2 separate regions of the Mus musculus genome follow, and region 1 is linked to region 2. The links are chromatin contacts, called in public Hi-C maps. All regions are on one chromosome and are shown on one strand. The core of a region is the stretch at or near the end of the contact, and the rest is flanking DNA. Distances in the headings are between cores, read along the strand shown. Region 1 holds the start of Szt2 (SZT2 subunit of KICSTOR complex). Region 2 holds the start of Kif2c (kinesin family member 2C).

Evidence for each region. A called contact is a pair of places that touch in the nucleus more often than the background predicts.
Region 1: a contact with region 2 is called in a Hi-C map of B cells, with 6 read pairs. The contact joins the promoter of Szt2 here to the promoter of Kif2c in region 2. A contact is called at or near these places in 1 of 39 promoter capture datasets (pre-B cells) and 1 of 484 Hi-C or Micro-C datasets (B cells).

The regions. Positions count from the first base shown.
Region 1 is chr4:118,407,678-118,412,539 of GRCm38.p6, forward strand. Szt2 (SZT2 subunit of KICSTOR complex) reads right to left here and starts at 1,586. Exons shown (of 72, transcript NM_198170.4): 1 at 1,486-1,586. The coding sequence starts at 1,512. Med8 (mediator complex subunit 8) reads left to right here and starts at 1,660. Exons shown (of 7, transcript NM_020000.3): 1 at 1,660-1,709; 2 at 3,208-3,326; 3 at 3,981-4,125; 4 at 4,675-4,815. The coding sequence starts at 1,704.
Region 2 is chr4:117,180,746-117,185,411 of GRCm38.p6, forward strand. It overlaps Kif2c (kinesin family member 2C), which reads right to left and starts at 1,879. Exons shown (of 20, transcript NM_134471.4): 1 at 1,686-1,879. The coding sequence starts at 1,746.

The DNA.
Region 1 (4,862 bases), core at 336-2,835, 1.2 Mb after region 2:
TTCTCTTTCCCAGTCTCAGCCCCATCACCCACCACTATGGTAAAAGCAGGCCCTTCAGTGTTAAAGGCACCTTGGGGCAAATACTGGCTCTGCATGTTTCTCCATTCCTGAACAGGGAAAGCAAGAATGACAATTTCCTGAGGATTCTACCTGTGTTAGATACTTAGAGAACTTAAACTTCCTGGATCCCACCCATTTGTGGAAGGAGGTTAAATGCCCCACTAAATGTGACACTTCACTTACGCCTCTGCAACACCTATTATAATCCAATGTTCATTTAGTCCCCACAGCTAAGGAGTCTCTGTTTTACCCTCTGCATCCACCCTAACCCTCAGCACAATTCTGGTTGCAGAACAGCACTTGCTTCTTCCTCTCTTTTGGGAGCCTAGCCTCTCTAAACATCACCCTTTCTTCTTGGTATTCTGTTTCTACCCTATTCACTCATAGGGTTTTCATGTGTGTAGTTTATCACATCCTCCCCATACACGGGTGTGTGTACTCATACATTATACATATATAAGATCACACCCGTGTCAGAGTGCACGTGTGCAGGTCAGAGGACAACTTGTAGCTGTAGAGCGAGCTCACCTACCTGGGAGTTCTAGCCCCAATACTAGCTGCACAACTATGCTTCTTTTAATAGTGGCACCTCAGTTTCCTGAAAAGAGGGATGATAATGGTGTTTGCCTTATAGGGTTGAAAGAACTGGTAACAGTAAAGAGCTCAGAATTGTGGCTGGCATACAGTAAGAATTCGACAAGTAGCCATTGCTATTTGTATCGTTACGCACATGCATCAACCTTCCCTCCTACAAGGCTATCCCTCTGGGGTCCTGGACACGCTAGCCAAATTTGGTACCTCCTCGGATCCGCTCGTTCAGTTGGAAGGAGTAGTCCTAAGGTATCTTTGCATGGCATGACACCTCACCTGCTCTGACTTCAGTTGTCTGCTCTGTACATGACAATAAATACTGCCAGATTCCCTGCTGGAGTCTGAATGTCAAAACATACATATAGGGTTCTTTGCATCTAGGGGGTGGGGGGTGGGGTGGGGGGGCGGGTGCCTCGTCTGCCTTTTCTGCCTTAACTTGTGATCCCCAAGCCACATCACAGAACAAATACTTTTATAAAGAAGGAAGCAGGGTCTGTCCTAAGTTAAGACTGGCCAGAGGGTTGTAGGGCTTTGCCAAGAGCACGAACGCTAGAGCGAAATCAACTCATGCTATTGATTGCATTCCAATAGATGAGATACAAAAAACCCCGCAAAGTCGGTCAGCTTCGGCGTGGCACAATGAAAATCCCAACTAATAACCAAAACACGAGTTTTTATCAGCATCACTATCGCTAACAAGTCTGTGGATGGGCGACGAAGATCAGGATGGCATCTGAGTAAACAAAACAGCAACGGCCTCCTTGAGGCTCCGGAGGGTGAAGGCTGCCACACGCCCGCCCTCGGGCCTCGGCCCCGCGCCCGCCCATCCCTCACCTCTGGCTCGGGGCGCTCCGAGGCCATCACACAGCCCTCCCGCGCCGGCCCGGGCCAGGGAGGTTGCTCCACTCCTGACCTCTGACCCGGCTAGTTCTGTACCGGGCAGGAACCGGAAGTTGTTGGGATGGTCCCGTTTTGAGTTTTCTGATTGGTGAGCGCAGCAAGCCGTGCGAGAAACCGGAAAGGGAAGTGGTTGCGCCCGCCGGGCCGCGGCAATGCAGGTGAGAAGCGGGTTGGGCCTTATAGCCGCTGGCGGGAGGGTGATTGGGCTGAGGACACCGGGGAGTTGGGGCTGTGAGCGGAGGGCAGAGGAAAGGCAGCGGAGCCAGAGAGAGCGAGGCCAGCTGCGGGAGGCGCGGGCATCGAGCCCGCTGATGTGAGAAGGTCGGAGGCCCGGGGAGGAAAGGCGGACTTGATTGAGCGTGGAAAAGGATCGTGGTGGCATTTGGGAAGGCTCGGGAAAGTAGTGGGCTGCCGCACGCCTCGATCTAGGCTGTTGGACACAGGCGTCATAAGGCTTCAGAAGGCTAAAGGGATCGTGGGCCTCCAAGGATGAAAACTAAGCTGTTTGTAATTCGAGGCTGTGGGTGGAACCCGGTGTCCAACCCCCTCAGTCACATAGTCAGGTTTGCAAATCAGCTTTGCATCATTCTTCCCGGCTTGTACCTCGTTGCTAAGGGCGGAGAAGTGGGGTAAATAGTCCTCAGATAGTCAAACGGAAACCCTCTGCCGCCTCAGCGTTTAAAATTGTCTAACACTCAGAAACAATGTGCAGGTTTCCTCGCCTTTGTCTTTCATTACTCTTTCATTACTCACTTGGCTTGTTGCATCTGATAAACCTACACTGTTTATGGGTCACCCGAATTATGAAAGAGACACGGGAATATTGGCACAAAGATGCACGTTGACTTTCCAAAGCACCAAATGCTATGGATAAACGGCCAGTTGGGGGACCGGGAAGGGGATTGCAGAGCTGGTATTCAGAGAAAACCTTACAGAGAGGCAACGTGTGAGATTGTCCAGATTGTGTGGTTGACAGTAGCTACACTCACAAGAGGATGACCAGAGGCACCCATGATATAATGAACTTCGGGAATTATTTAGGCTGTGTGTGCAGATAGCACCCCTGTTATCATGGCAAACCTTTCTGAGGTGAACTGAACTTCCTGAAAAAAACAAAACAAAACTGTGTCAATGCCAACACCACAGAGTGACACGAGGGATTCTCATCCACCCAAGGAAAGCAGCGCAGTGACAATAAGCAGTCGTGAGGTAGGCAGGCCACATCTATTTTCCAGAAGAGGAACTGACAAAGAAGAGTGTGCAGAAACCTGAGCACGTTCCTATTAACCCTACTGCAAATCTAAGAGAATGTTGTCTACTGGGAGAGGCAGTGTTTGAGAGCTGGGAGGAGGAGAGCATGGAATTAAAAAGGTGCAAGGCTAAGTGAGTTCGAAGCCAGTTTTGTTACAAAGACAAATCATGAGGTTTCAAGCCAAAGAGAATTAGGTCTGGTGCAATGACCTTCTTGAAGGACCACAGTGTAGGAGGGTTATAGAGGAATCAGTTAGTAGGAGGACTTCAGGCCAGGTGAACAGGTTGAAAGGTCTAAGGGTTGATGCTATCTGTAACCCAAATACCAAGATAGAAAACAATTTAGCTTTTCTGAATGTGTCACGCTCACTTGTATCTGAGTAACCAAACACACTGTTGATGCAGAGGGAGGAGAAGCAGCTTGAGGCATCATTAGATGCCCTGCTGAATCAAGTGGCCGATCTGAAGAATTCACTGGGGAGTTTCATTTACAAGTTGGAAAACGAGTATGACCGGCTGACCTGGTAAGGATTGCCAGGACAAGCTGGGGAGGGATCCATGGGTGGTGGGGCCAAGCCCCCTGGCTGACAGGACATCTCCAGCGATGTACCCATTTATCAACTTGCAAATATCCTTTTTGATTTGGAAAGAACTAGGTTGCCCAACATTGACAAGTTTAGTTTGGCTTAAAGCCTCCATGGCAAGGAAGTAGAAAAATGTCCAGTTTCCCAACCTAGGCTGTTTCTAGGTTTTAATTCTTACGCTTTGGCTTCCTTAGTGAGGAGGCATTTCCTCAGTGGAAGACCATTATAGCTCCATTTATGGTGGCTCTCCTTCCACACATGAGGCTGGATCTGAGATCCAGCCTTCTGGAATGATAGAGTCTGTTACTACATTAGGGAGGAGGCTTTACAGACTTACTACAGTGTAACCACAGCCCCTGTTTCCACTGCTCCCAAACCCAGTCAAACAGTGGGTTGCCTTTTTTCTGTATCTATGTCAAAAATTGAAAGTGTGTTCCTCTTTCCCAATTCCATCTCTACTAGCAAATCTGGTTCTTGCCTATGCCAGACACAGGGCTGCGAGTCTTCGGGGTGAGTCTGAGTGTTGCAGCATTAGGACTTTTAGAGGTTACTTTGTAGGGAGAAGTAACTCTGGTGACTTCTCGCCACCTCCAGGCCCTCTGTCCTGGACAGCTTTGCATTGCTTTCTGGACAGTTGAACACTCTGAACAAGGTCTTAAAGCATGAGAAGACGCCACTGTTCCGAAACCAGGTCATCATCCCTCTGGTGCTGTCCCCAGACCGAGACGAAGACCTCATGGTAAGACACACAGTATCTTGTTGACTGGATCCTCTGTGTGGCCATGAAAGGTGAGGGCTGCCGTCTGGAAGACTTGTTTTTATCCTTCTGGGGTCAGGAGAGTCCCCCTTAAAGAATGAAGTGAAAATCAGGGCCTATCTCACCAAGTCCACGACCTTCCTTTTCCAACATCTATGTCAGGCAAAAAGAAAAAAGTCTGTCCTGCTTGCCTGTGACTTTGCTGCAGTCTTTAAAATGTGGGGTTGAGAATTTAGCTCAGTGGTAGAACAGACACAAAGTCCTGGGTCCCCAGAATAGGGGTGGAGGTAGAGATTCACAAAAGACCAAAACAAAACAGCAAAAAAAGACAATTTCAGTGTGGTAGTGGAGGGTGGGATTTAGCTCACCCTAGTTCTGATGGAGTGAGTGAGTGAAAAGAGAGTGTCACAGAAAGCTATCCCTACCTCCGGTTGTGTTGTCTCTGGAAATGCGTTTTCTGATGGAAGGGAAGTGGGGTTAGAACTGGCCTACTTGGATAGCACAATAGGATGAATCCAATCTATATTACAGCGTCAAACTGAAGGACGAGTGCCTGTTTTCAGCCATGAGGTCGTTCCTGACCACTTGAGAACCAAGCCTGACCCTGAAGTTGAAGAGCAGGAGAAGCAGCTGACAACAGATGCTGCCAGAATTGGTGCTGATGCAGCTCAGGTTGGACTGAGTCACTGGCCTGCTACCTCATCCTCATCCTTCATAAG
Region 2 (4,666 bases), core at 629-3,128:
TGACTGCGCCACCACTGCCTGGCCAAACTTAAGTTTTTATTCTCCACTTTGCTTTTAGGATCCTAAAGACTTCAAATTTACATTTACCTCGGAAGGGAAATTTGTTTTGTTTTGTTTTTGTTTTTTTTTGTTTGTTTGTTTGTTTGTTTTTTCGAGACAGGGTTTCTCTGTGTAGCCCTGGCTGTCCTGGAGCTCACTTTGTAGACCAGGCTGGCCTCGAACTCAGAAATCCGCCTGCCTCTGCCTCCCGAGTGCTGAGATTAAAGGCGTGCGCCACCACGCCCGGCTTTGTTTTGTTTTTCAAGACAGGGTTTCTCTGTATAGCCCTGGCTGTCCTGAAACTTACTTTGTAGACCAGGCTGGCCTCGAACTCAGAAATCCGCCTGCCTCTGCCTCCCGAGTGCTGGGATTAAAGGCATGAGCCACCATGCCCGGCTCCGGAAGGGAAAATTTAATTCTCTTTTAAAAAATACAAACAGCCAGGCAGTGGTGGCCCTTGCCTTTAATCCCAATACATCAGGGATAGAGGCCTGAGGAGTTCTGTGAGTGAGGACAGCCTGGTCTACAACGTGAGTTCCAGGACAGACAGGGCTACACAGAGAAACCCTGTTGTCAAAGTGTAATTCCACTTCCAGAGGATTTCACAAAACACCAATGAACATAAAATAAAATAATAAATTTAAAAAGCAACAAACAAACAAAACACCAAAGAACTAGGCCTGTGATGGTGCATGCCTTTAATCCTAGCACTTGCAAAGTACAGTAGGTGGATCTCTGTGAGTTCGAGGTCAGCCTGATCTACAAAGCAAGTCCAGGTCCAAGGCCCTGTTACAGAGAAACTGTCTCAAAAAATAAAACAAAACACAAATGCTAGTTAGTAATTCTAGTGGGGTTCACCCTTAGACCATTCCACAGTGGAAGTGAACAGGGAATGGGCCTTAAACCCCAGCTCCATAGGATAAAATTGCATCACCGCTCCAACAGAATGAAGATTCATTTGAGCAAGTAAGTTACTACATTCCTTGGAGGAGCTATTCCTGAACACATCAGTAAAGAGCTGGACCGCTGGAGTTCCCTGGTCCATTTTTGGCAGTGGTTGGCTAGTCCATGAATGACCCGTTATTAGACCTGTAGAAATTGCTTAATAAAGACAGATGGTTGAGCCGGGCAGTGGTGGTGCAACGCCTTTAATCCCAGCCCTTGGGAGGCAGAGGCAGGGGATTTGTGAGTTCGAGGCCTGGTCTACAGGAGTTCCAGGACTACACAGAGAAACCCTTCCTTGAAAAACCAAAACAAACGCCAAAAAAAAAAAAAAAAAAAAAAAAAAGCCGGGCGTGGTAGTGCATGACCTTTAATCCCAGCACTCAGGAGGCCGAGGAAGCCGCGGGTCCAACAAAGCAAAACAGGTTCAGAGGAAATGCATCCAATCGCTATAACCTAGCTAGGCGCACCAATAACCGCAGACGTGCTCCGCCCACACTCAGAAAGCAGGCAAGGGACCCACAACCAAAGTAGCGTTTTCCTCCTGTGTAGGGGACACCGACTGCCAGTGTAGTGACATGGACCCCCTCAGTGTGGAATAAGGGAAAGTATCCCAAAGCTTTGCCACACGGAGATTCAGATAACCATCTTGGCAGTCTCACCGCTCTTGGGTCGTCCCCTTGGCCTCAAGACCCTGCCCTCACCATTGCTGCGTTGAATGTTGATGGAGAGACCAGGAAACAGGCGTGCGTGAAGCGACTCCATGGACTCAGGAACAACAACAGGCAACACAAATGAAAGAAGCTTGGAAACCACGACTCTGCTAATACTGCGCTGTGTTAACAACGCCTAAACCGCTGCAGTTTAAATCCCGCGCGCCAGCCTCCCTACAACGTCACCAGTGCGACGCACCGCAGAGCAATGTGGGATATGTAGTCTTGGTCTCCGACTTCCGGCGCGTGGCCGGGCTCCCGAGCTCTGAGACTGATGGGAAGGGTTTTTGGTTGGTTGGTTGGTTGTTTGGTTTTTTCGTTTGTTTGTTTTGTTTTGTTTTTCTAGCTCTTGCTGTCCTGGAACTCACTCTGTAAACCAGGCTGGCCTCGAACTCAGAAATCCGCTTGCCTCTGCCTCCCGAGTGCTGGGATTAAAGGCGTGCGCCACCACGCCCAGCTGATGGGAAGGTTTTATGGCTTCTGGCCTTACCCTCCCGCTACCAGGTCGAACTTCTGCCTTTATGTAAGACTAGGAAACTTATGTATAATGTTTCAGTGAGGGCCTTGTGATTCTACAGACAGGGGTTCAAATCCTGGTTTCTTGATGATTGCTTTCTCTTTGAAATGTATACAATATTTCGAAGACACCAATTAAAAATAGTCACATGCTAGTGCTAGACATAGTGCTAGATTGGGATAGTGGAATAAACAAGACGAATGGTTCCTGTCCGTGAAACTTTTTTTTTTTTTTTTTTCCTATTAGGAACACGGGGGAAGTCATACGGTGGTGACTCGAGCCTTTAATCCTACCACTAGAGAGAGGCAAATTTGACTTCGAAGTCAGTCTGGTCTACAGCCTGAGTTCCAGAATAGCCAAGATTACACAGGGAAACCCTTTCTAGAAAAACAAAACAAAACAGAACACAAGAGAAGCGGGGTATGGTAGATCATGCCTATAATCCTAGCTCCCTGTAGATGAAGAAAAGAGAATAATTTCAAAGCCAACCTTAGCTAAGCAGCATGTTTGAGGCCAGAGTGGGCTGTGTGAAACTGTCTCAAACAAACAAACAAACAAACAAAAAAAGATGCTGGCAATGAAAAGCAGCCTACAATGCCTAAATGCTGGAATTAGCATGAATCACCATACCTGATTTTTGTCATTATTTATAATGTCTTTTTGTTTCGTAGTACTAGGTATTAACTCCAGGACTTTGTGCATGTGCCACTACTGTCCGGCTTCTAGGGGAACGTTCTTACACTGAACCACATCATTACTGCCCCAGTATGCAGACCTATGCAGACCAAGAACCCCCACCGCCCCGCGGAGGATATGTATAGTGTAAATGGTGTCTAGCCCTTGGTCTATCCAACCTTGACAAGCCTGAAGACCTGAGTTTGATCTTCTGGACCTACATGGTAGGAGAATGAACTCCCCAAAGCCTCCACAAATGTGCCATGGCATGCACCACATACACACACACACATACTAAATAAACAAGTTAAATGTAGTTACATTAAAAACAAGAATAGTGCCAGGCTTGGTGGCACATGCCTTTAATCCCAGCACTCGGGAGGCAGAGGCAGGCAGATTTCTGAGTTCGAGGCCAGCCTGGTCTACAAAGTGAGTTCCAGGACAGCCAGGGCTATACAGAGAAACCCTGTCTCGAAAAACAAAACAAAACAAAAAACCCAAACCAAAACAAATACTCTTTGTTAGGGCTGGCGAGATAGGTCAGTGGTTAAGAGCGCTGACTACTCTTCCGAAGGTCCCGAGTTCAAATCTAATGAAATCTGATGCCCTCTTCTGGAGTGTCTGAAGACAACTACAGTGTACTTACATATAATAAATAAATAAATCTTAAAAAAAACAACAACCAAGAATAGCAACAGTGGAAGGAAGGACAGGGTATTGAGATGGCTCAGAGGGTAAAAGCCCTTGCTGCTGTGCTTGAGCCTGGAACACACAGGATGGAAAGAGAGAGCTAACCCCTGAAGGCTGTCATCCCTTTAACCTCATGCCGATGACGATGATGGTAAAGTTAAAATATAAAAGAAAACAACTTCTTGTCCATGAACATCTTAGACTGGCCTCTAACTCACAGTGTAGCAGAGTGACCTGTTTTCTTTGTTTTGTTTTTTGAGGCAGGGTCTTACTATGTAGCTCTGGCTGTGCTGAGTCTGTTATAGAACCTGATCTTCCAGAGCTCCTGAGTTCAATTCCCAGCAACCACATGATGGCTCACAACCATCTGTAATGGGGTCCAATGCTCTCTTCTGTTGTGCATGAAGACAGCGTACTCATATACATGAAATAAATAAATCTTAAAAAAAATTTAAACCTGGCCTTAAGACAGGGTCTTGTTATGGAGCAGACAACACGGGTCTCAGGAAAGCAGCAAATACCCTTATCAGCTGAGCCTTCTCTCCAGCCTCCTTTATTTTATATTTCTTTATTTATTTGTGTGTGCATGTGGGTGTGCTCCTATGAAGATCAGAGGGAAACTCTCAATAGTCAGTTCTCTCCTTCTAGTGTGCAGGTGCCAGGGATCAAGATCAAGTCTTCAGGCTGGGCGGCAAGTACCTTTATCTACTAAGTATCTGCCCCTCCTCCCCCTCCTCCTTCCCCTTCCCCTCTCAGGTTTCTCTGTGTAGCCCTGGCTGTCCTGGTGCTCACTCTGTAGACCAGGCTGGCCTGGAACTCAGCGATCTGCCTGCCTCTGCCTCCTGATCCTGGGATTAAAGGTGTGTACCACTGCCCAACTCCTTTCTTTTTAAAAATACATTTATTGGGGTTGGAGAGAGGGCTTTGCAGTTAAAGACACTAGTTACTCTTGCAGAGGACTTAGTTCCATTCCCATCACCCATCCAGCTACCTACAATCATTTGTAAATCCGATCCAGAGGATCAGGTATGCCCTCTTCTGACCTCTGATGGCACCATCTTGCATGGGATGCACAGTATAAAACACTCAT